4 separate regions of the Zea mays genome follow, and all the other regions are linked to region 1. A link is a contact called in public Hi-C data. All regions are on one chromosome and are shown on one strand. The core of a region is the stretch at or near the end of the contact, and the rest is flanking DNA. Distances in the headings are between cores, read along the strand shown. Region 1 holds the start of LOC100216717. Region 2 overlaps LOC100194347. Region 3 holds the start of LOC100285653. Region 4 holds the start of LOC100285724.

Region 1 (6,951 bases), core at 2,541-5,040:
TTAAACCCACTGTTTGCCTAAACAGTTGTCTAGCACATTTCTACATGGTGGTAAGCCATGTCCAACGGATGACCTTTGAGCTGTTTACCTCATTTAATTGGCTAATTGGCCTCTTTTAATGACAAAATCATAGGTGACCGACTGCTTACTTTACAGTTTAGAATTTAGGTGCAAAGACTGTTTAAGACTAAATGAATCTTTTTGGTCATAAACTAAACGGAGACATTTCTTTTGATCAAGGAGCATAGAGCGACATTTATTTTTAAAAAGACAGAAGCTTCTGAACCAAATATGGCTAAGTCTACACAAAAGGAGGCTTGACCGAACTATGGTAAGAACTTGGCTTGCTCAATGTAAACGTCACCAACAATCAGTACTAGAGAGGGGAGAGAGCATGAAACACTAAATAAAAAAAGGGCGCTGAGCCAGTGCCGGCAGCTCCCTTGAGGTCTTGGAAGGGATAAGCGGAGGCCAGCCTCCCCCCACCCCACCCCACCCCAGATGGGGAGAGGATGCTTCAAACTCATGACCTATTGACTCAGAAGCATGAAACGCTCAAAATACAAAAAATAATGAAATGTAAGTTGATTTAAAAGATGAGTACAACATCAAATGCAGCTTTAGATTGTCGATTATGTTAGAGTGGACGCACTAACCAATTCAACCCAAACGCTTAAGCTTATGGGAGAAGGTAGTTTATCCACTTATACATTTCAACACCCCCACTCACGTGCAGCCAGAGAGAAAGGCGCAAACGCAGCCAACGAGAAAGGCGCAAACGTGGAAATAAATGGGTGGAGGCACAAATAAAGCCTATGCCAAGATTCGAACTCTAGACCTCTGTCTGTGATACCATGTTAGAGTGGACGTACTAACCAGTTAAACCCAAAAGCTTAAGCTAATGGGAGAAGGTAGTTTATCCACTTATACAGTTCAACAGATTACAGGCTAGCAAACATTTGCTAGTGGGATAGTGCTAGGTAGACAATTAGACATCAACGAAGACTATTACCTAGATTCCATGTATGTTTGTAGCAGCACAACAAGAAAGAATGTAATGAATATTAAAACAAGCTAAGCCTAGATTCCATGTACTTTTGATCATACTAGTAACTTGTTTAAGATAAGATTTGGTCAAATCTTAAAAAAAAAACTCTTACATTATTTAGTTTGCAAGTGTGTAAATTATACGAGTCAATTTGTATTCGAAGCTTAGTAACCAGGTTCCCGAATCGATGGGATCGAGGAACAGGAACGTAGTACACGGTACGCTACTAAAACTAGGTTATAACACAAGGAACGTGATTATTCCCACATTCCCGGTACGAGGAACGTGGCCAAGTTCCATGTTCCCGGTTTCTAGGAGTCGAAGTACTTGCAAAATCTCTCATATTTGAAAAAAAAATTAAGGATATCTTCTTGAAGAATTTAATGGTTAAATATAAGCATCAAAGATCGTGTAAAGTAGAACTTGTCAAGTATTAATGATCAGAGGGAGCATGTCCGGTAATAAACACAAGAAAACTGCAACAATTACGAGTTGGAGTATAAGAGTGTTTTACATCAATACTAGATGATGAGTAGGGTACTTTAGTAACTTTTCCATCTTCAGAATTGTGTATAAAAAACCAAACAAAGTATTTTACTACCCACTCTATTCCACTTTGCATTCTATGGCTCCTAAGTCCTAAGTGGTTGGATTTATAACATATCCATGCTCTTATGTGAAAAAAACAGCTAAAATTAAATAAAGCTCAAAAATCCAGGTGGGCTCAGTCAAGCACAATTAAATGGCTGCCCCGCAGGCTGCAGATAGCTGCTCTAGCTTGCTTATTAGACCCAGGAACATCATCCCTGTCCAGGGTACACTAGGTCATTTTCAACCTAGCCTTGTAAAAACCTCTCATAGGTGCCATACGTCCCTTTCACTGTTTTTAAGGCGTCGCCTAGGCGTCGCCTAGGCGACGCCTAGGCGTCCGGGCGGTGGTCTGACGCCTAGGCGCCTTGCCCGCCTACCTCGCCTAGGCGTCGCCTAGGCGCCGCCTAGGCGTCTAGGCGGTGGTCCAACGCCTTGGAGCGCCTTACCGCTTTAAAAACCATGGTCCCTTTACCCCAATCCTTGACCCCATCGACCCTGAAACTTAGTGACTACGGTTTAACACTTCAATGCAGGAACTGAGGCCAGCTACATGTGTTCTCACCTTCTATTTTTGTAGTTAGCCCTACTAAGAGTAATAAAAGCATGGTTTTGGAAATAACATAGATAATTCCGTAAAGGTATGTATTAGAAAAAAAAATAAGCACACTAGAAATAACATTTTAAGTAATAAGATGTATAGATTGCCACAAATAATAATGACAGATAGTCACCTCTTTCCAGTTTGGAACCCCACCCTCTGGAACCCGTTGTGGATGGTCAAATTTGCAGGTCTCTCCATACTTACAGGTTCCAGTGCTCATATAGAAGGCACAGTCCTTTTGCCCCGGTCGTTGTGGATATATAGGAAGGCTGCTTTCAAGCCTAGGGCGTTTAGCCATAGTATTCGATGAATATAAAGCCTCATTCTGGCCAACAGTACTATGACTTCCCATAAAAGATTGGTGATAGAGAACTATAGTATATATACAAAAGAACTTTATAAGCCAGCTGTATTAGGTAGCCATATACTGAAAATAATAATAATGTACTGAAATGAATAAAAACATAGTTATCAAACATAAGAGTACTACAAGAATAAGGAAAAATCCCAGCTCTAATGCTGTCTGAGAACCTCTTAGTACTACTCACTTGAGAAGAACTGAACAGTATAACTTTCAGTAGACTGGCAAGAATCAAGTGCATTTACAGTTCATAGCTAACCTCACAATTGGCTTGGATTTATTGGTACAAAGATGGTGATAGCATTTTTATATTCAAAATCAGACAGCCAAATATCAAAACTCCAAGCATTCTGTTTCATGGTACAGCTACTCCCCACTAATTACCAAGGCTCTTCCCTGTTCAAATATTTTTACTACCATTTTTTATCCTCTGGTCCTTCATTACTAAGCTCATTCACAAGAAATGGTCTAATTCTACAATCTGCATGCCAAACAAGTCAACAATTGAGGATATGAAATTATGATACATCCTACATAACTTGAAGGTAATACCTTTATCGATGCTTGATTGTGCAATTTCTGCCCTTAATTATTCTCTGCGGTGTCTCAATTTAAGTTTTATGCAGCCACGCAATTCCACAAAAGCGTAATAAAAATTGCTCGTAAGTAGTATATATATCCAAGATAGCTAGATCAGTACGAGCTCCATTAACACTAGCAACACCAACGCCCAACATAAACACTGAGTCCAACGGCCAATTGATCTTAATACTACTAGTTTCAGACAAACAAGCGGTCAAACGACTATACACTATGGCAACCACGACAAAGAAACAAATCACACATGCATCGGCGGCAGCATTGTCCGATGAACACGCACGGGAAACTCCTCATACCAACCAAAACAGGAAGAGGGCAGCTCTCACCTTCCGCGGATCGTCTCGCGCCGACATACGAGTCGAAGGCGCCGACGTCGGCAGAGGATGGATAAGGCAATAGGGTGCCGGCGTAACGGGCCGCGATGAGGTCGACCTCAAAATCCGAGTAACGTGGCGGCGGCTGCGCACCGTCGCCGCCCGGGAAGGCTCCGCGGTAGTACGGGTAGAAAGGGTCCGACATCGGCGGCGACTAGGGTTTCCGCACGCGCTGCCCTGTGGGGAGATACCTGCGCTTGCGAAAGTTTAATAAATGGACGGGAAGCGGGCGAATGTCCACTGGCGTCTTACGAGGCGCTTGCACGCGGCTATAAGAGCATCTGCATAGGTCTCTTAAAATGTTCCTAACTTAAAATTAAAGATAAATAGGAAAAATCAAGCCTCCAACAGGCCTGCTAAACCTTTTCTAACTTTTTGATAGTCCTAGAAAATTCGTATTTTGTAGCTACAAACAGAGGACGTTTTGGTTCTCCAAAACGTTTCCCACGGGCCCATCTCAAGTCTCCCGCCGGCCCATTCAATTATTTTCATCGCGGGTTGCAGGCGCTGTGTCTCCATGTTTCTTCCACAAAATCTCTGTGCCGCCAAACGCTCTGCCGCCCCAACCCTCCATTTCTCCCAGCCGCGCTGCTGCGTTCGCCACATCGCACAACCACGCACAGCCACGCACTATCGTCCCAGCAGCTGGTATTGTCCACTCCAGTTCCGATTTTTTTATTGTGGTTTCCATGTCCGAAGTCTCAGCTGCCTTGAGCTCTTTACGACATACAGTCTGACGAGTACGTGCACTAGTCTCTAAACGTTTGCTTGTCTTTATCCCTGATTCATGTTCCATTAAACTCATGTGTGTTGCTTGCCATTTGTTTCTAGAATCATATTTGTACATGATCTGCCTACGTGCAAGGGATTGAAATCTGTCTATGGTCGTTGATTCACCTATATTTTGTTGTTGTACAGGGTATTTTTTATACCTAGCTATTATATATTTTGTGTAATTCAAGGACACATATTATCATACATTTTGGAATAATGAATGCCACCTGAGAAATTATGTTTGCATACATCTTGTTGTAGGTTGTCTGTTTCTATGGAAGGAAATATTTTTTACAACGTTGCTCAATGGGTCTGAACACAACATCTGTATGGGGTGGGATGGTTTCGGCAGTCCACCTGAGGGACAAGAATCACCTAATACAGGCACAACTGACTCCAGGAGAGTAAACAAGAAAAGGTTGAAGAATTTTAGTGACAAGGAGGACTTGTTACTTGTGAGGGCTTGGTTGACCATTATGTCGGGGACCATAATTAGGGGTACCCCCAAGACTCCTAATCTCAGCTGGTAACCCTCATCAGCACAAAGCTGCAAAGGCCTGATGGGCGTGATTAAGGTCAAGGCTCAGTCCACTCAAGGGACACAATCACGCCTCGCCCGAGCCCAGCCTCGGGCAAAGGCAGCCGACCCCGAAGGATCCACGTCTCGCCCGAGGGTCCCCTCAAGCGACGGACGCACCTTCGACTCGCCCGAGGCCCAGCTCGAGTAGGCTTCGCGGAGAAGCAACCTTGACCAGATCGCCACGCCAACCGACCGTATCGCATGAGCATTTAATGCAAGGATCGCCTGACACCTTATCCTGACGTGCGCTCCTCAGTCGACAGAGCCGAAGTGACCGCAGTCACTTCGCCGCTCCACTGGCCGACCTGACAGGAAAACAGCGCCGCCTACTGAGACCACCTAGAGGGGGGTGAATAGGTGATCCTGTAAAACTTAAAACTTAACACCACAAACTTGATTAAGAGTTAGAACAATGAAATCAAGTGAGTAGAGAGGAGAGCTCTTGTGAAGCACAATAGACACAATAAGGACAAGCACAAGAGACACGAGGATTTATCCCGTGGTTCGGCCAAGTACAAAACTTGCCTACTCCACGTTGTGGCGTCCCAACAGACGAGAGTTGCACTCAACTCCTCTCAAGTGATCCAATGATCAACTTGAATACCACGGTGTTCTTCTTTACTTTACTCTTTCTCGTTTGCGAGGAATCTCCACAACTTGGAGTCTCTCGCCCTTACAATAAGAATCACAATGAAGCACTAGAGTAAGGGAGGGAAGCAACACACTCAAATCCATAGCAAATACGCACACACAAGATCAAGACTTGAGCTCGAAAGAGTATCACAAGTGTCGGCGTTTCGAGACCGGGGGGTCCCTAAGCCGACGAGTGAATGTTGTTGCGTGCCCCAGCCCAAATGGGTCGAGCGCGTGGGCGAGCGCGAAGGGGGGAAGCGAGGTGGCCGGAGAAGGGCGTGAGAGAGGTGGAAATCCTGCGGCCTTCGTGTTCGTCCCGCGCCCAGGTCGGGTGCGCTTGCAGTAGGGGGTTACAAGCGTCCACGCGGGTGAGGGAAGCGAGCGGCCCCAAGAGAGCGCCTGTCCCGTCCTCGTCCCCGCGCGGCCAACCCTCTCTAAGAGGGCCCTGGTCCTTCCTTTTATAGGCGTAAGGAGAGGATCCAGGTGTACAATGGGGGTGTAGCAGAGTGCTACGTGTCTAGCGGGGGAGAGCTAGCGCCCTGAGTACATGCCGATGTGGCAGCCGGAGAGATCTTGGCACCCTGCTGGTGTGATGTCGTGGCCGTCGGAGGAGCGACGGAGCCTGGCAGAGGGACAGCTGTCGGAGCGGTTGAGTCCGTGCTGACGTCCTCCTGCTTCCGTAAGAGAGCTGAGAGCCGCCGTCGTCACAGAGCTTGCGGGGCGCCATCATTGCCTATCTGGCGGAGCTAGCCAGATGGGACACCGGTCTTGTTCTCTGCGACCCGAGTCAGCTCGGGGTAGGGTGATGATGGCGCTTCCTGTTGACGTGGCTGGCTTGCGCCCTAGGTTGGGCGACGTGGAGGCTCCTCCGAAGCCGAGGTTGAGTCTGTCTTCCGTGGCCGAGGCCAAGTCCGAGTCCCTGGGTCGGGCGAGGCGGAGGTCGTTCGGCAGAGGCCAGGGCGGAGTCCGAGCCCTGGGGTCGGGCGGAGCGGAGTTCGTCGTCTTCTGGGGCTGAGCCCGAGTCCGAGCCCTAGGGTCGGGTGGAGCGGAGTTCGCCGTCTTCCGGGACTTAGCCCGAGTCCGAGCCCTAGGTCGGGCGGAGCGGAGTTCGTCGTCTTCCGGGACTTAGCCCGAGTCCGAGCCCGGGGTCGGGCGGAGCGGAGTTCGTCGTCTTCCGGGACTTAGCTCGAGTCCGAGCCCGGGGTCGGGCGGAGCGGAGTTCGCCGTCTTCCGGGACTTAGCCCGAGTCCGAGCCCTGGGTCGGGCGGAGCGGAGTTCGCCGTCTTCCGGGACTTAGCCCGAGTCCGAGCCCTAGGGTCGGGCGGAGCTTCCTATGGTGCCTTTGGCAGGGCCTGACTGCCCGTCAGTCTCACTCTGTCGAGTGGCACT
Region 2 (6,951 bases), core at 1,324-3,823, 250 kb before region 1:
AGCTTATTTGTAGTTCCAAAGTGATATTTTACCCTCCTACTCTTCCACCATAATCCAACTTATATAATCTTGGAGGGAAACAAACACAGTAACACACCCTTATTATCTTTAATCATGAACACACATGGAATACTGCTAACTTTTAAAATGGAACACTACTGCCTCTTCTGTGTTCTAGCTGGTTCATACGAGAAAGAAAAGGATATTAATCCTTTAACATTGAATGCTTGTGTTCTTATGTAATTATGATTTTCATTCTACTCATTACTTTCCTGTGTCTCTGGTCTGCTCTTATACTGAAATACTGAATACCTGACTGATGGCGGGTGGACCTAAGCTAAGTTCAGTTATGCTGCACAATATGTTTATTAAAGTAGCTATGCTTTACAATTTGTTTTTTTCTTAAGTAATATTAGCAACACGTAGTTTTACCGATGTTTAGTGTTGTTTCAGTTGACTTTAATTCTAATTTACTCTTGTTGTACAAGATTGACATTTTAGAATTCCATTGTTGCATCGTTCTATCTATCTTTCACGTTCTCTGTTACTCATTGTTTTGCGAATATTTGCTGCTTTGTTGTACTGTAACTTATGTTGCTTTCTTATGTTCTTAACTGTTCCTGCAATATAGGTGCGTGTGAATGCGTTGCGCTGTTTAGGAGATCTTGTGCCATCCTTGGACAAAGAAGGAATAATGGGTATCTTGGAGACTGTTCGGCGTTGCACAGCTGTTGACCATACTGCGCCAACTCTTATGTGCACACTTGGTGTTGCTAATGCAATCTATAAACAAGTTAGTTCTTGTCTTCTTAACATGTTCTTTTTTACCATAGCTGAATTATGAGTGTTTTTCCCATGTCATGATTTACCTCGATACTCAATTTACTCTTTTCATTGATCCAGTGCGGTGTTGAGTTTGCTGCGGAATATGTGATTCCTCTCATCTTCCCATTGCTCACAGCACATCAACTGAATGTACAACAATTTGCCAAGTATATGCTATTTGTCAAGGACATTACAAGGTATCATTTATCCTGCATTGCTCTCTACGTGTCCATCAATATGTCAACTAAACTACTACGTATTTCTACAGCAAGATTGAAGAGAAGCGTGGTGTGACTGTTACAGATAATGGGAACACAGAGGTAAAATCATCACCTTCATTGGCAAACGGGATCCATTCTGAACCTATGTCAGGACAAATACCAGTTGCAAAGAGCAGCCCTGCATGGGATGAAGACTGGGGTCCTACTAAGAAATCCGGTGTTCCATCTCTTTCAGTTGATTCTAGTGCACAAACAAAGCAACCCTCAGTAGACCCTTTTGACTTCGGTACTCAAACAAAGCAATCCACAACACTCCCCTTTGATTTGAGCACCCAGGCAAAGCAGCCACCATCAGTTTCTCATGTTACAGCAGCTACAATCCCACCTGCGCAACCACAACCATCACTACAATCTCTTGCGGCTAGTTCAGGACCTAAAATTTCTGGCTCATGTGTCCCTGTCGACATTGAGTGGCCTCCTCGAAGAAGCTCGTCATCCAACTTCAATGCACCCTTGTCTATTAGCAAGGATAATGGTTCTGGAAGGCTGTCTAGCGATGGAGTTGATGATATTGATCCTTTTGCTGATTGGCCCCCAATACCTAGCAATGTTAATAGCATTTCAGCAACCGAGCATTGGCCAAGCATAAATCAAAATATTTCGGGATTTAGCTCAGGCAACATAGTTTTTGGTGGCAGCGGGAATTCTGTAGGGCAAACGAAAAGCAACCAAATGAGCTGGTCAAACACGTCTAATCTAATGGGCACAAACTCAACTGGCAGCTATTTGAATCAGGGCAGTGCAGCTCTAGGTTTCGGAAATCCAAATGGAGGATTGAGCACAGGTCTCTCCAATCCAAGTAGTTCCAGTACAGGCCTGAGCATGATGCTACCAAAATCTGATTCTGGATCATTGTCGACGTCGGTCAACAATGCCGCACATGGGCTACTAAGACTTGCCCCTCCTCCATCCACATCGGTTGGAAGAGGGCGCGGTAGAAATCAAGGACAGTCCGCACTCTCCCGAGCATCAAGGCCTCATGCCAACTCGGCATCAGGACAACAACCTATCCTGGATTTACTCTAGTAAGAGATGGTCGCCTCTGTTCTTCGCGTTCGGATTGTCAATGTGTACATCCTCAAACCTTTGTAAGGTGAGCATCATACTGTTCTTTTGGACATGCATGTGGCGAAAGCAGTTCTTTTTGTTCATTTTGAAGCTGGGTGGCCTTGGTTTATAGTCTGAAGGGATTCTACTTCGGGGATCTTGCAGAGGTTTACCTTTTCTCATGCTCCCGTGCTTAGGGTTTTGAATTGGGCATCGAGGCCATCTTCATACTGGTGACAGAAGAAATGTTTTGTGTATATTTCTGTCCAAACTCGGCTGTAGCTTTCAGAGTTTGTGAATAGTTGACATGTTTATATGGGCTGTGAAGTTTTGAAATGTTTAATGGGCCTTACAGGTGTGTACCTTTTCTCATGTACTCCGCGCAAAATTGTACAACAATGTTTAATGGGCCTTATAGGTGGACCTTTCTCATGTACTCCACGCTCCACCAACAATGTTTGGCCTTATATATATTTGGTGACTCGGTGTTATAGACAAAAGCCAGATGTTATACTCGCTATCCTTGGTTGGATTCTTGTGTCCCAAATCTCTGACGTTGACCTTGTACAGGACTGGGGGTTCAACTGCAGTGGTGCTGTGAGCCGTGCATGCGATGGACAACTCTCCTATCGAGCATTTTCATCAATTCGCTACACGGCCCTACATCCCTGTGCCTGTGTGTGTACCACTAGCTTGCATTGCATTGCATGCAGAGTGTACTATTGATGGGTGATGCATTGGATGGGGCATGCACAGCAGGAATATTTGCAGTTGATGAGCGGCAGGAATCAGTGGCTCAGGGAAAATTGAATGGCGATCTGGCCTTCACTCCACATGAGTACGTACCTATACGTACGCATGTATCATCAGACGGAGTCAGGAGGATGCGGGTAGTGTCCCTGTGTTGTCTACCATTTTGTCTCACCAATGTGGTCCCAAAGTACATGATGTTTTTTTACTTTTACACACTTTAAACCGACCGTAATATTTAATTCTTCTGTAAATACTTATTTTATTTTATCATTAAATATATTTTTTAATTACTTAACTATTTATAGAGACATCAAACAGGACGAACGGCCAAACATGACATCTAGCTGCTAACTAGTTAAAAGTGTCATCTACATCTGTCCTTTCTCAGTGTGATCTCTCTCCCTCGCAAGCATATATTTGCTTGGCACGGGGGACAAGTGGATGTGGAAGGCATGCATGCATGCATGATGCGCGGGCTGTTGATTGATTGGGAAACGAACACTGTGGGAGCGTACACGCAACGGCCATCGGTAGGCTGCGGATCAGGAATGCAGGGCTACAAATGCGACGGATGAAATGCATGCATGGATGGGGGCGCCACGTGATCACATTCACGGCGGCGGTGGCGGTGGCAGTGGCAGTAGAGAGAGAGAACGGCTGCAACCTCTCTCTCTCTTTCTCTCTCTGCACCATTATTTCATGTTTGTTCTCCTGGCACAGATCCGGGCGGAGCAACAGTGCGCACACAGCATTGAGCTCATCAACCACTTGTCACAGCAGCATGCGCGCGCGATGCAAGTCACGAGAGGGGCGGGGCCACCCGGGGCTGCAGTGAGACGTGACGAGCGATGGAGCAAGCATGCACGGTCGGCAGAGCGGCCAGCCAGCGTGCAGTACAGGGACTTGTACAGTATACAGGGGCACGCATGCATGGCAGTTGGCACACGTGTATGTACTGCTAGCTGTGTGCCATGTACAACGATGCAAGTATGCATACGTCGTCCGGTCGTCGTCGTCGCAGATTCGGGTCGGGGGGCACTTCTTCGTTGTACTCCTAAATTCTGTGAGCCCGTGTGCACTGTACACCCGTCAAATTCCAAGGCACGCACACACTGTGCAGGAGTCGCCAACAGCTAGCTAGCAAGCAGCGTGTCTGCTGCATATGTATGCGTCGTTTCCCGTTTCCGTGCGTTACGTGAGGCACCACGATCGGAGCGGTGGTGAATTAAGTTTATATCCGTGCGTACGTACGCAGGCAGGAGGACCGCAGCATGCCATGAACGGATAACTCCAGGCTGACGTGGCTATGAACTTTCTCGTGCAGTCGTACATGCTCTACACTGCAGGCTACAGCTCTAGGGAATCCAATCGTCCATCCTGCTGCTGCGAAGTCACTGAAGAGAGAGAGAGAGAGATAGTAGAGAGAGACCACACCATTCAATTTGCATTATTGTTCCGCTATATACTCCTATATGCAGATTATGGGCAGGCAGGTGTACTAGAGGTGCGTTGTCGATGCCTCCATTATCAGTGTACGTACCCTAATGATGTGCAATACAAGGTCGTCTTGAAGCAGCGTGTACTGTACACACATTGTTTTGCTTTTACTTTGCTAGAATAATCTCTCTCTCCCTCTCTGAATTTTCTTTGCCCCCGGCAGCTCTACAAGTATGTACGCACTACCGGACTCGTTTCTTTGTCGAGTGTTTCAGACACTCAACAAAGACTATTGCAAATATTTTATCGATATATGGTTCTTTGTCGATTACTTTTTCGGACACTCGGTAAAGACTTTAAGAATCACAGCAAAACATTTTATTAAATTATGAGAAGAACTCTCCAACCACTAACCCCATTACCATACCCATCGCTCTATCATTTTGAATCAAATTTACATGTTTGTGAATGGGGTGAGATTAGAACTCGCAACCTCTCTCACGAATACCCTCCTCTACCACTACACTACTACATCTTATTTTAAGAATCATCTTATTTGAGGCACTAAATGAATTCATTTAAAAATGTGACCAGCTATAAAGTTGCACTACAAATTCTATTTCGATAGTTTCTACATCCGAGGCCGTTTACAAAATTTGAATTTCAAATTTGAAAACTTCACACGAATTTTTCAATGTGAGGATGATTTCAAATCAAAAAATTGTCAATTACAAAGTTTCATTACATTTCAAGACCTACAACTTTTATTTTGGTGTTTTTTTTCCATCCGAGGTAGTTGAAAAAAATTCAAATTTTAAAATTCAAACAAAGTTTTGCATGACAAGATGATTTCAAACCAAAACATTGTCAACTACAAAGTTTCATAACTTTTCAAGACCTACAACTTTTCTGTTGGTGGTTTTTCCATTCGACGTCGTTTTCAAAATTCAAAATTTAAAATTTTTAAATTCAGACATATTTTTCGTTAAAAATATGACTTCAAATGAAAAGGTTGCCAACTACATAATTCTATAGCTTTTTAAGATCTACAAAGTTTATTTTGATTGTTTGGTCATTTGTTCATCTCACATGATGGTTCTAGTATTATTAAATAAATATTGTACATCTCTCTTATATAGTTTCATAAACTACAAGAGAGATATATGTTTTATGAACAAATTTATTTTTATTTTGCCATATGAAGAAATGATCAAAATATAAATGGTGCATCTTGATGAGTTATATAAATTTGTAGCTGAAAACGTTTTCATTTGAATTAATTTACTGCTTTTAAATTGACATGAAACAGGATACTAGTTTCATTTGAGTTATACAAATTTGTAGTTGAAAACCTTTTCATTTGAAGCTAGCTTGTAGCTAATAAAATGATACTAGAGGAAACTAGCTTGTAGCTAATTATATAGTTAGCTGGATAGTAGGTAAGGTATTAGTTGGCTTAGTAGCTAAGGATGTAAAACATGACATAAACTAATTTCTAGCAGTTAGCTTTTAGCCATACAGAAAAGCCCCAACTGATGACCTGGGATTCCCTGCTGCATGAAAGGCACTCGTGCTGTTAAAAAAATCGAAAGCGAGAAACTTCTGTCACAAACTAGCCGGACATGCAGCAGCAAGCTGCCTCCTTTTTTTTCGCAGTAAAAAGGAGTTGTTGGTGCAGGCGCAGGTGCAAGCAAGCTCATCAGCTTAGCCAATAGTAATACAACATTGGTGGGTCTGGTGGAGAGGGCTGGTGGAGGAGGGAACATTTATCCATATACGGCCATTTTCCATGTCCGACGCGGTGGGCTTGTCGCTTGATTCGGGGCCCATGCACGGAGACGATGTGGGCCTCACTTGGGCTTTATTCGTTGGCTCGTATCCTCGACCTCGACCATGCGCTTGCTTCGTCTCTCTGATCGATAGACGATAGCATTAGCTAGCTCGGTGCTGGCTGCTGCCACCGTACCGTACCATGCAATGAAAGGGAGACTACGCAAGCAGAAAGCGAGTGGCGAATGGGGGATGTTGTCAAGGAGTCTCGTGCCGTGAGGTCACCTTTCAGATCGGATCTACCAGAAACACACACACACGCCAGCTTTCACGTAAGCACTGTCACATTACATGCATGTGTGGCTCATATATATGTCAAGCGCAAGAGACTAGCAAAAGCACTCAGCTTTGCGTTGGTTGGTTGGGTTCTTGGAGAGATCATGTGCAAGGCAGAGAGAGGGGGAGAGAGAGAGAATCTGCCCCTGTGCAAAGCCATGTTTCCCTATGATGGATCCTTCCCCTAGAGATGCTCTCTGCCTCTCTCTTTCTCTCTCTCTCTAGACTCTAGCTGTGTGACGCCATGACCTACCTGAAAAGTTGCAATAAGGGCGTGTCTCTCTGCGGGACAGTGTGCGCGCTCAACCCTTTTTTTATAAAAAGGGTGCAGCCTTTTGGCGCGCCCAGACGGAGATGGAGCGCATCATGGTACACACAGCTGCCCAGTCATTAGTGGCATCATTAACACCAAATAGCTAGTAGACTGGAGGGGGGGGGGGGGGGGGGGGGGGGGGGGGGGGGGGGGGGCAGGGCAATTGCGCTGTGCCTGTCAGTCTTTCAG
Region 3 (6,951 bases), core at 3,323-5,822, 220 kb after region 1:
CTACAACAAAATTAGATTCCAAGATAACCTGTATCAGACTGACAAAATGTTGACCATTACCACCAAAACAGATCAGTGTGAAGCCTAATTCAAAACAATGCAAACCCATTAACAATTACCTCAGGCATAAAAATAACACAAGGGGTCTTGGTATTTGGATCAAATTCAGTGCTGTTCGCATCAGTAAGATTCATGACATGACGAGCATACTCCACCACAGCGATCTGCATCCCAAGACATATACCAAGATATGGGACATTTTTTTCACGGGCATACTTAGCAGCCAAAATTTTCCCTTGAACACCTCTGTCACCAAAGCCACCAGGTACCAAAATTCCACCTGCCCCCTGTAATAAAAACCCTTGTAACCTTGATACTCAGCAATCAAATATGACACAATTCCAATTTTCCATATCCTAAACATAGTCCACTTGATAATAACTCCTTACCTTCAGTAAATTCCACGCAGTTTTATATGAATCAGGTGCCTGTAAAGTTTTAAAGAGACAAGTAAAAATACGATTCACCTCAAGACTTAGCACATTGAATAATAGACTACTGTAAAAAAACCTCAATTGCAGTGGAGTCCTCAAGATCCGTTGAAGCAACCCAATCAACAACAAGCTTCCTGTGGCAATCAACAGATGCATGCAAGAGGGCCTGCAAATTTTTCATTTTGCAATAGTTAGGCAACATCATTAACATTTGGAAACAGAAAAAAACATCACTGCAGTGAACAAGTTGGCAAGCTCACTTTCAACACAGAGAGGTATGAATCTGATAAGCCAGTGTACTTCCCAACCATAGCAATCCTCACCTGAAATAACCACTGTTAGTTGCATGGAACAAAGGATGAAAAAAAATTCACTAGCAAGGGACTGCGGAGAAAACACTAACAGTGTCATGAAGGGTATCAAATATAGTAGCTCTTGCAATCCATTCGTCTAACTTTGGCTCTCGAGCGATGCTGGAAATATTATAAATAATTGGCGCAAAACAATGTCACATATTGCAGAGAGCGTACTAACTAGATAGTTCAAGACCAACCTGTCCATCCTTTCCAGATTCAGAACTTTAAGAATAGCCTCATGAGCCTTTTGTTCCTGCAGGGCACAAATGACATTTTAACAGAGAATGTGAATACCAAAACACAAAAATGACTCAGACCAAAGAAAACAGATGTGACTTACATGTAGCAACAAAGGAATGCGCCAGATATTGGAAACATCATACAAAGTGATAATATTTGCTGCCTGCAAAAAACAATGAAGAATTAACTTCCTGGAGTGAAGTGTCTACAGCATATGAAGCTTTGAATTAAAATGTTTCCCTACCGGAACATGGCAAAACTGGGAGAGTTTCTCCTTCACATTTTCCTCTAATTCCTGTTATACACAGTTTCAGTTATAAGTACTGCCAAGGGACTCAGTAATGGTCATATTCTAACAATGTAAAAAATGATTAGTTTGATAACTAACCTTAGTACTGCGACAAGCTAAAATATTTGGGGTGAGCCCGAGTCCCCTCAAACCACGTACACTATGCTGGGTTGGCTTTGTTTTCTACAAGAGCAAGCAACATAGATCAAGAATAAGGTCAGTGCAGCCAAACAGATTTATTCAAACAATAACTTTAATGATCAGTTAATAAGCAGTAGAACATAACTAATGACCAAGAATACCTGTTCACCAACAACATTCAAAACTGGAACTAGACTGACGTGCACCAGGCAGAAGTTGCCAGGACCTGCCAAGTGTCAACCAAAATAACATAAAAAAGATATCATCAATCCTGCTTACTAGCAGATGGACTAGAGATTTTACTTGTCATAATAACATAATAAGTGTGAAGTTTCTCACCAACACGATAAGAGAACTGACCCAAAGCTTCAATAAATGGCATAGATTCAATATCACCTGCAGGCGTTCAGAAAACAATCAATAACAGGAATCATCTATAAAATGTCTACTGTGAACAGATATCAACCCAAAAAGAAGAAAAAAAGGAATGGTTATCTCATGCCACCTATAGTGCCCCCCAATTCTATCACACAGACATCAGCAGGTCCCTCCTTGCCATCAACTGGTATCTTAGCAACACGCTCGATCCACTCCTGTATGGCATTTGTGATGTGTGGCACAACCTTAAAAGTAAAACATTTGGATGGTCAGTACTAGAACAAGCACACAAGCAGAAGTTCCAAGACAGATGAAACAAACATGAGTCCACAAAACATGATCCCAATACCTGGACAGTCTTTCCCAAATATTCCCCTTTCCTCTCCTTGTCAATTACAGACTGGCATAAACCATTAAAAAATATAAGTAAATTAAGAAAAAAAAATAAGGCAACCCTTTATGCAGGAAAAAGCAAGTGTGTTTCAACATCTCATATAGGACATATTTATTCTTACATATATTCTTGTGATTAGTTATTTTCTCCTTACATTCTTAACATACTCAAATAACGTAAAGACAACAAGGATGTCCTCCCCCACCCCCACCCCTAAATTTAGCACAAGACGTCAACACCAACATCAAGTGAACTATTTCATCTTCTCAATATTTGTATCGCGAAGAATGTCGTTATATGGCTATTTAACAAACTGAAGTTATGATTATACAATATTAAATACATATACGAATTTGCAGTTCAACACAACAAATCAAGGTCTGACAGAAAATATTATCGATTATTCTTACCTGATAGATCTTTCCAGTGGTTATATTATTGTCCCGAGTAAGTTTAATGTCCAAAAATCTCTCGTAATTACCAAGATCCAAGTCCACCTAACAGGCACAAAATAAGTACTTAAATTAGATGGGTTAACAAGTGCTGTGCCTAGCAAAATTTGACTTTGTGACATGTCAATATCAATACCTCGCCACCATCATCCAGTACGAACACTTCACCATGTTCGAATGGAGACATAGTCCCAGCATCAGTGTTAAGATAAGGATCTGCATATTCAGGTAATTCAATGAGAACATGTCAACCACATGAAGACGAACACAAGCAACTAAAGCATCAGTGCAAGCAATAGCTGGCTTGCCACCATAGATTTTACAATGGCAAAGGTCACAATCAAGGCACAAGGGCAACATTAGTACAAGAGTCACAAGGCAACAACAGCAAAAACAAAGGGTATAGGTGGGTACTGGATAAGAATAAGTATTGCCAATCAAAACATGTAACATTAGATTGAATTAAGTCAAAAGATACCGCAGTGCAGAGCTGGCATCCATAGGTTCGTGGCATGAAGATAACTAAATCAGCATTGGTGTCATGTGATATCTAAATCAGCAGCGGCAAGCCCTCTATAGCATAATATATCTGGAAGACAGAGACAAGCATAGGAGGTGAAACCTAGTCTTCTCCAACTACCTTGTTTCCATGGCCACAGCATCGAGAACCAAAAATTGTGCTCAACTAATGAGAGTCGAGGCAAATTTATGGGCATCCAAAAAAGGCAAATTTATTGTCCCAAACGTGAACATATTAAGCCATTTCTGTTAAAAATACTAAAGAGAACATATTGCCGGAGGCACTTGCCCAGGCATAAGCGCTGACGACCAACCAGTGAAGTAAAATAAACCACAATGTTCTAGAATATCAGGCAAATCATGAATAAACCACCATTGTTCAAACTCCAAAGATTTATGGCTTAAGCAGAACATTCCCTAAGACCACTACAAAGTCAAATGGAAGTGTCATCCCTCCATAAATATATTCTTCTCCTAAACAATATCAGGAGGAAGGGAAACCCCATTCGCACGAAGGATAACCCTGAGTAGGTGGCCACCCAACTATAAAGCAGTCTTTGAAGGAAAAGAACCACAACGTCTTTAAGTGGCAAGATTGGCAAACTTATCATGAAAATCAGAGACCAGTTTTGACAACATATCCTCCAAACCAAAGGCACCAACGAATACAACGGCAATAGCACTGAGCGGAAGGTTCAAAAGAGGGACTTTTCACCTAACTCGACCAGGAACCCGGGTCCTCCGCACACCAACCTCCACCCACAGTCCCCGCCACGAGTATCGCTCCAAAACCAAATCTTTTGCCGGCCCATGTTGCCGGAACGGATCGAAAGCTCAGAACCACCCCCAACCTTAGGTCGAATGACAACCCTAACGCGCCGTTCCAGGTTTTAAAACGGAAGGTACGCGCGGTTCGTTTAGGTAAGGAGGAGACGGCGGCGGCGGGGGACACGTACCAATCTTAATGGACGTAATGCGGAGGCCGCACGCCTTCAGGACGACGCCGATGCTGCTGGCTGTAACGCCCTTGCCCAGGCCGCTCACTACCCCGCCGGTGACAAGGACGTACTTCATTTCTCCTTGTCCGGGAATCTCGGGCCCGACAAATCCGCCGCCGCCGCCCCACCTCCTCAATCCCCTGACCGGAGCGACAGTTCGTGACAAGAAAACCGCGCGTTCGCACGGACACACGAGCTGGAGTCCTCGACGCGGGCGCTCGTGCGCGCGGGCAATGGAGGTTTTAGGAGGTGAGAGGGAAGAGAAGGGAGTGGAGAGACAATGGAGGCAAGGCGGCTGTGGGGATAGACGGAGGAGGGGTTTGGAAAGGGAGGGGGCCATTTATACGCCCAAATCCCTCAATTCAACATTTTTTCCAGACTTGCCTTTGTGAATCGTCTGGGCTTGGCCGCTTTAGGTTCAAAACTGCACACAGTCACACACAAACACGTAGATATATAGACACGCCATCAGCTATGCGTACATAGGTCTAGCAGTCTAGAGTGAAAACGAGCATATATGGATGGATAGATAGGCTCTGTTTGGCACAGCTGCTGCTTGTTGAAAAAGCTGCTTATCTGATAAGCTGGTAGAAAGCAGCTTCTGCTTGTTGGTTGCTTTTAGTTCATTTTGAGAAGCTGCTGAACTGATAAGCTGCTGCAGAAGTTGTCTGTTTGGCAGAACTTCTGCTTAAATTTGTGAAGAAACTGAAAATAAGCTGTGCCAAACAGGGCCATAGTAGATCATTCAAAATCATATCCTATCGTATTGTATTTTAATCGGATTCGGGATTAAATATAGATAGTTACATACGGAACATATATGGATTCATAGACCGGATATTTATTTGGTGAATAGGTGATTGATATAGATATTATTTGGTCCGATAACATGAATTGCTTATCGTTTGTTCCAATTTAGTTCGCGAACAAAACAATTATAGACGAGCATTGTATGGAACATAGTTCAACATAATAATATAGCAATAAATTTAGATCATACAATAGTCCAATAAAATTCAAACATGATGACAAGATTCGAATCACATAATAGTCTAATACAACAAAAGCTAGTTTTCAAATAGCATAAGATAGTCTAATACAACAAGAGATAGTTCAACACAATAGTTCAGGGAAGCTGTCATAAGCACTGATAGTCAAATTGGTAAACAACTTGTCACATATTGCTCCATTCTCTTTTCTCTTCTCACTCATTATAGTTTCCGTGAAGGTTGACATCATCGACTTCAATGGGAGTTTCCTCGCACATGTATCGATTTTGCTGGTGCTAATCCTATTATACTTATGATAACAAAGGTGATTGTTTTATACATCCACTTAGTTTTTCTACATTTTCCTGATCTTTTTTACCACTATCATCTATCAATTAAAGCTACTTATTTCCTATGTTGATCACTTTCCTAGAGACACTAACTTGAATTGGATAGGCGACCGGGTTGTTAAGTTAGTTGTCAAGAAGAAACTTAAGTAGGAACCTTTTCCTTGCCATTCCACAGTATATGGTACTTACATCGAATGATTTGCCCAATTTAAATTTTTGCAAATACAACATCCTTAGTGTCCATTTGACAAGCTCAAAGTCATTGGTCGGCATCACAGTGATTATATTAGAGATTCAATATGATAAGGTCAGCATTTATAAGTTCTATAGATCTTCACTTTCTCTGCTTGTTCTATATTTCACCATCCTGACTGATTTTTATCCTATTAGGGTCGAGATGTATATATATAATAGTAAGCACTCATCACTTCCATTAATGTGTTCTTCTGTAGATAGTAGCGAGGAAAAAAATAAGGGTGTAATTACTGTTCTAAGGGTGCAATTGTGATGAAAAAATGTTCTTCACCTACCAACGCGAGCCCCCGATAGGACCTCGTCGTTGACCCGGCCATGGTGTCTGTCACGCTCGTCACCTGCAGGGGCCTCTATCTAGGGCTCAACACTAGGGTTGGAAGTCAGGCGAGTAGGACACTGGTATATGGTTCGTGAACCCATACCCGCAAGACAAAATTCAACTCATATCGTACCCATACTAATCGGTTGCCCGTGCGTTGCGACGGCTTACAATAATACCCACGTAAACTATCCATAAAAAAATTCAAGATTTTTTATCGATTGTCTCCGCTCTCTGTATACTATTTTTTGATTTGGCTAACTGATGTTATTGTTTACTCCATGCAATATGTCTTGGTACAACACGACCAATGAAGTGAGCGATTAGAAAATAGTTCACAACGACTGAATGAACAAAGATTATAAAATGACATAATTCCATCATACAGAGACCAAATAAGACAAAATTTGTGAGTTCAAGTTTCTAAAATAAGTCCCATGAAGTCAAACTTATAAAAAGATAGATCAAAATATGGAGTGATTGCTAAAGTCAAGCATCAATAAAAACCGGATGCACTCCATATAAATTATGCTACTTCGTAGCAATTACTAACGTTTAAAACCAATAAATAATCTTTCATTTTGTTGTTAGTGTGACAAATCATTGTTGCTCCATCTAATTCAGCAACCTCAAACACTATTTAGTCCATTGCGCCAATGTGGTCTCAGAAACGACTTAATGTTTGCAAGAGCCAAGAACGTCGCGCCGTGCTTGGGCTGTAGCCTCAGCCCGTAGTGTTGGCCCGGCCCGACACGATTATTTTTTTATTTTACAAAA
Region 4 (6,951 bases), core at 2,813-5,312, 160 kb before region 1:
TCATGCATTCCGTTTTAAAATGCTACATGATTTTTAAGAAGTAAACTTTTTTATGAACGAAAAGGCAAGAGCTCTACCAATCAATTAATAGGAATGTATAATAAAACACAAGAATGAACATGTTTTACACCTGAATTTGGTGGATATTAGAAAAGAGATTTTAGAAAAGAAATTAGGAAAACAAGAAGGAAAGCGAAGAACTGAGAGAGTGACACCTGAATTTAGGAAAACGAGAAGGAAAGCGAAGAACTGAGAGAGTAACACCTGAATTTGGTGGATATTAGAAAAGAAATTTTATACCCCCAAATTCAAGGTGTTACAAACCTCCCCTCTTGGCCACGTCTGTGTGTCCAGTATCGTCATATGCCATGCCACGGGTGACCACTCTGGGCCCACATGCGTCATGCGCCATATACATGAACCCCTAACCCACACACGCCTGTGAAACCACGCAGGTTAGCTCTGATACCACTTGTAACACCCCGTCCACTCCCGGACCAACGATACTTACTCCTGATAGCTCTCTAGGATCATAGACCATCTCCACATGCCAACACGAGTATTTTGTGTGCACTTTATCCTCACTCATGCGCACCCGAGAAAACTTCCTGGTCGGCCACACATCCCAAATTGCTCCAATCCAAGCACACTTAACTTGGAGGTTCTTTTGAGATAGACTTTCGAAAAAGAAGTGCACCTTGTTGGTATGAGTACTCTATTAATTCTATTAAGCCTTGGGCCAGGATATCACCATCCTAGGCAAAAGGGCAGTGCAGGCAGAGGTGTAGTCTTGTTTCCAGCGGGCCAAAACACAGGGTGCACGCTTGCTGGTGAGGCCAACCACAACGATTTTATTTTGAAGCAAAATCTAGGTGAAGATCTTGCATTTGGGTTATGTGCAAGCTTTCCTAATAAGTCCAGCCTTAAGGTGTCTGAAGGATCCTAGGAATTGCGCTTTGTAGGACGATTGGACAGAGAAAGCACCATCACTGGTTCACTTCCAAGAAATTGAGTCGGGGACACCTGGCTGCAGGTGTACATCCTGGATTCTTGTCCACTGTGAGACAAACTCCTGAATCTCCATAATTCTAGTAATTTTGTTTCTCACCGAGCTGATCCATCTGTCTCCGAGACACTCGCTAGCAACTGACTCATTTTTCCCGACGACTAATACAAACAGGTGAGGCGTGAGGTTCCTCGGGGCTATTCCATCAAGCTAGTTATCACGCAAGAACTTTATGTTAACACCATCGCCAACCAAGGCTCGGGTGGAGGCGCAGAAAAACAGCCTGTCAGTCCTATCACAGAGAGCGTCCTGTCAAAGCCACGGTTGCTCCCCATCTCTCTAGGCTCGCCACAACCAACGACGGGGAAGGGCACAGCCAAATCTCTCGAGGCTAATGATTCCAAGGCCGCCTATGCCTTTTGGGTTGTTAATCAGCGACCAACTTACAAGGTAGTGTCCGCCATTTGTTTCCGCTTTACCTTTCCAAATGAAGGAGTGACTGATCTTGTCGATACGTTTCCTAGCCTAGGCCACAAGGGGGTAGATGGAGAGGTGGTATGTAGGCAAGAACAAGAGTACTAAGGAGACGAGAGTAAGGCGACCCGTACAGTTTAGCAAATGCCTTTTCCATCCTGCAGGTCGATTTTCGATCTTTTTCGATTAGTGGTTGAACATGGATCTTCCGTAAGGGGCGTGTGTGCAGCTGGAGACCTACGTAGCGACAGGGGAAAGAACCTTGAGAACCTTGGAAGGCGTGTAGGATGTGATTGAGATCAATCTCCTCACAACAAATTGGGTGAATGGAACTCTTCTAGAAATTTGTGACCAATCATAAAGCTTTGCCAAAAATATGGAGGATTTCCTTGGGCAATCACCTTCTCTCTAACCAGATTAAGGAAGATCATTGTGTTGTCTATGTACAATGATGTCCTTGAGCTGGCGTGGTTGAGTAGCAGGGGGTGAGAATCCCATGCTAGGTCACAAGGTTGTGGATTTGTTGAAGCAGGTCAATGGCGAGGATGAACAACATGGGGGAGAGGGGTCTCCCTGCCTAACACCCCGTCTATGTTGAATGCCATCTCCCTAGGAGCCATTGAGAAGAGCCCTTAAAGAGGTAGAGCCAAATTGTATGGAGATCCATTCCCACCAGCGGGGGGCAAAGCCCATGAACTTGAGGATTTCTAACAAGTAACCCTAGTTAACTGTATCAAAGGCCTTCTGGATGTCAAGCTTCAGGAAGAGAGCAGGTTTTTCAACTTATGAAGCTTCCTGACTGTATTATGCATGTAGAGAAATTTATCTTGTATACATCTCTTCCCAATGAAGGCACTCTAGGACTTGGAGGCGAGAGTGTCTAGGAAGGCTGCTAGCCTGTTGTCCAAAAGTTCGAAGAAGATCTTTGCAATGTTGTGGACAAGACTAATACGGCGGTAGTCCCAACACACTTTGGCTTTAGTTTTTTTCGGAATGAACATAATTATAGTAGAGTTGAGCAGTTTGAAGTGACACAACATAGAAGACAAAAAATCGTTCTGGTGTCCTACACATAATGTAGTAATATGAAACAGTACACTAATAACTTGTTTTTTTGTAAAGATTGTTTGCTCACACGCCAATGTATTGAGATGATATTAGAGATATCAATGATACACATACTAGACATGGTTGAGAGAAGTTCTACCGCTGCAACAAAACATATTAAGAATTTGGTTCATGTAATATTGTTTTTTCTCACTTGAAAACATATCTGAGAGGTTGTTACTAGAGCTAGAGATAATAAGGACACACACAATAGAGAGGCATCCACACACACATAGAAAGGTTATCTAAGATCACAAGCACCCATACTTACCATTAAAGATGTCATGACTCTTACGAACAAATAACACGTGTAAAAATGTTTACATATATATCTTAAAGGTATCAACAATTTTCAGGTACAAAGTTGTAAAAAGATTGATAGGTATGCTTCTAATGACCATAGGAGATGTATGTCATAAGCTCTACATATATGGGATGCATTTCTGATATCTCTAAAATTCGGCGTGCTTCTTTTATTCGATTTGTATCTTTTCTGCTCCGTGGAGATGTCGTGACGTCAAGTAGAGAACTAAAGACAGAGAAGACATATATTAAATCATATTCTCCGGCAAGATTACAAATGTTTTGTGAAACCCAATACCAAAATCCATATGAGAAGTTAATGATGTAACTGAATCATTGACCTTAGATTCTTTAGGGTTTATCTATAACTAATATGTTACGTAGTGGTGAGGCACGTCAGCATGTGTAATGTCGTGACGTCAACACTATAACCAATAATTAGTTGGCTAAAAAGTTGTTAGTAGAATTAACTAGGTTACAAATAGCTATCTAACTATTAGCTAATTTAGTAAAAGTAGCTAATATCTGAACTATTAGCTAGATTGTTTGGATGTACATAGCTAATTTTAGCAGTTAACTGTTAACCCTAGTACATTCTCCTAAACTCGTTAAACAAAGCTAAAAACTTACTCCCTCCGTTTCTTTTTATTTGTCGCTGGATAATGCAATTTTGCACTATCCAGCGACAAATAAAAAGAAACGTAGGGAGTATTTTGCTAGATAGACACGTATAATATACTCCGAATACAAAACCACATAGAATTTATACATCATATTTGTATTTGTATTGTAAGTAGAGTTCATACAAAATGTTTGTATTTGTATTGCAAGAACGTGCAAGCTATAACTAATCTTCAAAAAAGTTATTGTCCAAATATGGTTGTGCTTTTTCACCAAAGTCTTGATATCACCATGACTTAGGAGAGAGAACAGAGAAACCCCACGCTAAAAAACCCAAAAATATCGAGAGAAAACATAAACCCCCTAAACTCCAAGACGATATGTCGATAATTCGATATAAACAAAACCCGTCCTCCGACTCAAATAACCCACAGAAAAATAAAAGGAGCGCTGTTTTTCATGTTGGTCCCTGGAACATCCGCAGCCTCTCAAGGCCACCCCTCTCACTCACTATTTCTTCCCCTCGCTCCCACTCTCCCCTTCTTCCTTCCCTTCTCTCCTCCTCCCCGAGGGCTGAGGATATCCTTTAACCCATCCACCTCACGAGGAATCAGCACTCGCTTTTGCTCCGCGATTTATTGCTCAGGGTTCTTGCTGGGTGGTGGTGGCGGGTGGCGCGAGCAGTAGTTCACAAGAGCAAGCTGTTCTTGTGTGCGTGGTTCTATGCCTGCTTGCTTGCCGAGGGGAGGAGAAGGAGGCGGAGTAGTGGGAGTTGAGGAGTGCAGGTACCGGCATTGCTGAGGCGGCGCCGGGAGATCCGGCGATGTCGGAAGCCGACCGGATACGCCACTGCACAGCAGCGCTGGCGCTGCACGACGATGAGGTAAGAGACAAGCCAGACGCCAAGGCGAACGTCTTCGCGGATCTCGGCTCGCCGGTGTCGCCGCTGCGGGTGCGGGCGAGCGTGGCGACGTCGTCGTCCTCGTCCTCCGGGTCGGCCAAGTCGCCGGCTCCGTCGAATGCTGGGATGGCGGGCGGGAGGAGCCACTCCGGCGAGCTGGTGGGCGAGTGCAACCCGCCGCGGCTGATGGCTCACAGGCGGTCCGGATCTGGACAGTTGATATTCACTGGCGGCGGCAGCCGGGGGAGGGGCGGCGGCAGCGGGGACCGTGGGAGCACGGCGAGCTCGCCGATGCTGAATGCACTTCCCACCGGGAACATCTTCCCGCCCGTGCGTGTCCCGGCAACGGCGGCCGCGCCCCCTCCGTCGCGCTCCCGCCCGGACGTGCTCGGATCCGGCACCGGCCACTACGGCCACGGGAGCATCATGCGCGGCACCGGCATGGCCCCTGCCAGGAGCAGCATTGACTCCTCGTTCCTCGGACACTCCTCGAGATCGCCGGCGAGCTTTTCGGCAAGCAGTGGGAGCCTCCAGGAGGTGACCCGCTTGGGGAACGAGTGGTACAAAAAGGGTAAGTACGGGGAGGCGCTGCGGCACTACGAGCGCGCCGTGGCGCTGTGTCCCGAGAGCGCCGCATGCCGGGGCAACCGAGCCGCCGCGCTCATAGGACTCGGCCGCCTTGCCGACGCGCTTCATGAATGCGAGGAGGCTGTCCGACTCGACCCGGTCAGCGGCCGCGCCCACAGCCGCGTCGCAGGCGTTTGCCTTCGGTGAGCTTGCTGCAGTCTTCCTACTACCTCCACCATTGCGCTGGAACCTGTACTAGATTTTAGAACTGATTGCCCATCAAGATCTCTAGCTCTTGTTTCGATTTTGTTCTCCATGGTTCCATCTGCATGTTGATGTTGCTTTCTTGATGGCTTTCTCTGTGAGCGAGACGGAAGAGAAAGCAACATGAGTGTTGCGCCTTTCACTTTTTCCTTTTCACTGAGGCGGTGAGATGTAGTTCTGCGATTGCTCCGCCTTCACACTCCATTCATTTTATTTGCAGCCTCAGGATGGAAGATATTGATAATTTTTGCAATTAAAAATGAAAAAAATATTTCGCTGATTTATCTGGATGTAAGTAAAGCTAATGTTGTCTTGCTTTGATTGTGGGTAAAATTGTCATTAAAGCTTCCCATCACAAAACGCTGATAGAAGGGGTGTCTGCTTAGCTGTACTTTGTAAGGTTGCTTGATGACGATTTCGTTAGGTTCATTGGATTTAGACCACACAATGCTGATGCATCCTAAATTTCTGTTCCTTAATATTGTTTATACTGTAGATTGTCCTGACTCTCCCCTGGAATTAGGTGTCGACGACTGATGACATGCTCAATTATTTGAATTTCTGCTGATATGCTGTGAGAGTTGTGTTGTTTCAGACTGGGGATGATTGACAAGGCGCGGAGGCATTTCACCCAGGCGGGTCATCTTCAGCATTCAGACCCTGCCGAGTGGCATAAGCTGCAGGAGGTGGAGGTCCATCTGGGAAGATGCACAGATGCAAGGAAAATTGGGGATTGGAAGAGCGCTCTGAGGGAGGCTGATGCCGCCATTGCTGCTGGCGCCGACTCCTCTCAGTTGGTAACGACTTCCACATGATTGATGTTTTGATGAAGTGCTGGAAGTGTTGCTATATTGTGTTTGGTAGTGGAATTTATACCGACATCATGCTTTCCATGCAGCTTCTTGCCTTGAGGTCAGAAGCACTTCTCCGCCTTCACAAGCTGGAGGAGGCCGAGTCGACTCTTGCAAGCTTGCTGAAACTGGACAGTGCATTGCCCTCATCATTGACAGCAGCAAAACTCTCGGGGATGCTTGCTGAGTCATACATACATATTGTTCAAGCGCAGGTTGACATGGCATTTGGGAGGTGTGATCGTCTACACTTGATACGATACCCAATTTTTCGTGACGCTGGGTAAAAATCAGATTAGCATTAAAAGTTATTATTGGTTTATGCAGGTTTGATACTGCTGTTGCTGCAGCTGAGAAGGCTAGAGATCTTGATCCTGGGAACGCAGAAATCGGGATGGTTTTGAATAATGTGAGACTAGTCGCAAAAGCCCGAGAGCAAGGAAATGATCTCTTTAAAGCTGCCAAGTTTTTAGATGCGTCCATAGCCTATGGGGAAGGGCTCAAGTATGATCCCTTAAATTCAGTGCTCCACTGCAATCGAGCTGCTTGCTGGTCAAAGCTAGAAAAGTGGGGAAAAGCTGTCGACGACTGCAACGAGGCACTAAGAATACAGCCAAACTATACAAAGGCTCTCTTACGGCGAGCTGCGTCGTATGCTAAGGTAAGAATGAGTACGCACATATAATTTTTTTTACCCTTTTTATGTAATGTTCTGTTACCGTTGTATACTTTTATTCAGCTTGAGCGTTGGGTGGACTGTGTGCGGGACTATGAGGTGCTTCGGAAGGAGTTTCCCAGTGACAAGGAGGTTGCTGAGGCATTGTTCCATGCCCAAATTGCCTTGAAGGCGACTCGTG

Evidence for each region. Hi-C and Micro-C count contacts between places; a contact is called where the count stands out from the background.
Region 2: a Hi-C map of leaf shows a contact between it and region 1, with 2.7 times the contacts expected there. The contact joins the enhancer-like site here to the promoter of LOC100216717 in region 1. A contact is called at or near these places in 5 of 25 Hi-C or Micro-C datasets (bundle sheath, ear, leaf and 1 more).
Region 3: a Hi-C map of endosperm shows a contact between it and region 1, with 1.9 times the contacts expected there. The contact joins the promoter of LOC100285653 here to the promoter of LOC100216717 in region 1. A contact is called at or near these places in 7 of 25 Hi-C or Micro-C datasets (bundle sheath, ear, endosperm and 3 more).
Region 4: a contact with region 1 is called in a Hi-C map of leaf, with 7 times the contacts expected there. The contact joins the promoter of LOC100285724 here to the promoter of LOC100216717 in region 1. A contact is called at or near these places in 4 of 25 Hi-C or Micro-C datasets (bundle sheath, ear, leaf and 1 more).

Annotation. Positions count from the first base shown.
Region 1 is chr8:147,483,176-147,490,126 of Zm-B73-REFERENCE-NAM-5.0, forward strand. LOC100216717 reads right to left here and starts at 3,791. Exons shown (of 11, transcript NM_001359485.1): 1 at 3,528-3,791. The coding sequence starts at 3,554.
Region 2 is chr8:147,234,793-147,241,743 of Zm-B73-REFERENCE-NAM-5.0, forward strand. LOC100194347 reads left to right here. Exons shown (of 14, transcript NM_001359459.1): 12 at 632-793; 13 at 904-1,022; 14 at 1,094-2,661. The coding sequence ends at 2,132. Among protein-coding and RNA genes, the nearest start is that of LOC100194347, 9.4 kb to the left of the region's middle. Within about 2 kb of position 2,574, at least 19 of the 20 cell types and tissues checked have an H3K27ac peak or open chromatin away from gene starts, as enhancers often do. A contact at or near this core is called in bundle sheath, ear, leaf and 1 more, where this site is marked.
Region 3 is chr8:147,705,631-147,712,581 of Zm-B73-REFERENCE-NAM-5.0, forward strand. LOC100285653 reads right to left here and starts at 4,573. Exons shown (of 21, transcript NM_001158544.2): 1 at 4,220-4,573; 2 at 2,881-2,960; 3 at 2,703-2,789; 4 at 2,248-2,298; 5 at 2,026-2,143; 6 at 1,860-1,916; 7 at 1,682-1,746; 8 at 1,479-1,562; 9 at 1,335-1,385; 10 at 1,191-1,253; 11 at 1,048-1,103; 12 at 898-967; 13 at 755-817; 14 at 571-660; 2 more. The coding sequence starts at 4,337.
Region 4 is chr8:147,326,119-147,333,069 of Zm-B73-REFERENCE-NAM-5.0, forward strand. LOC100285724 reads left to right here and starts at 4,063. Exons shown (of 7, transcript NM_001158615.1): 1 at 4,063-5,182; 2 at 5,839-6,040; 3 at 6,142-6,329; 4 at 6,422-6,755; 5 at 6,834-6,951. The coding sequence starts at 4,335.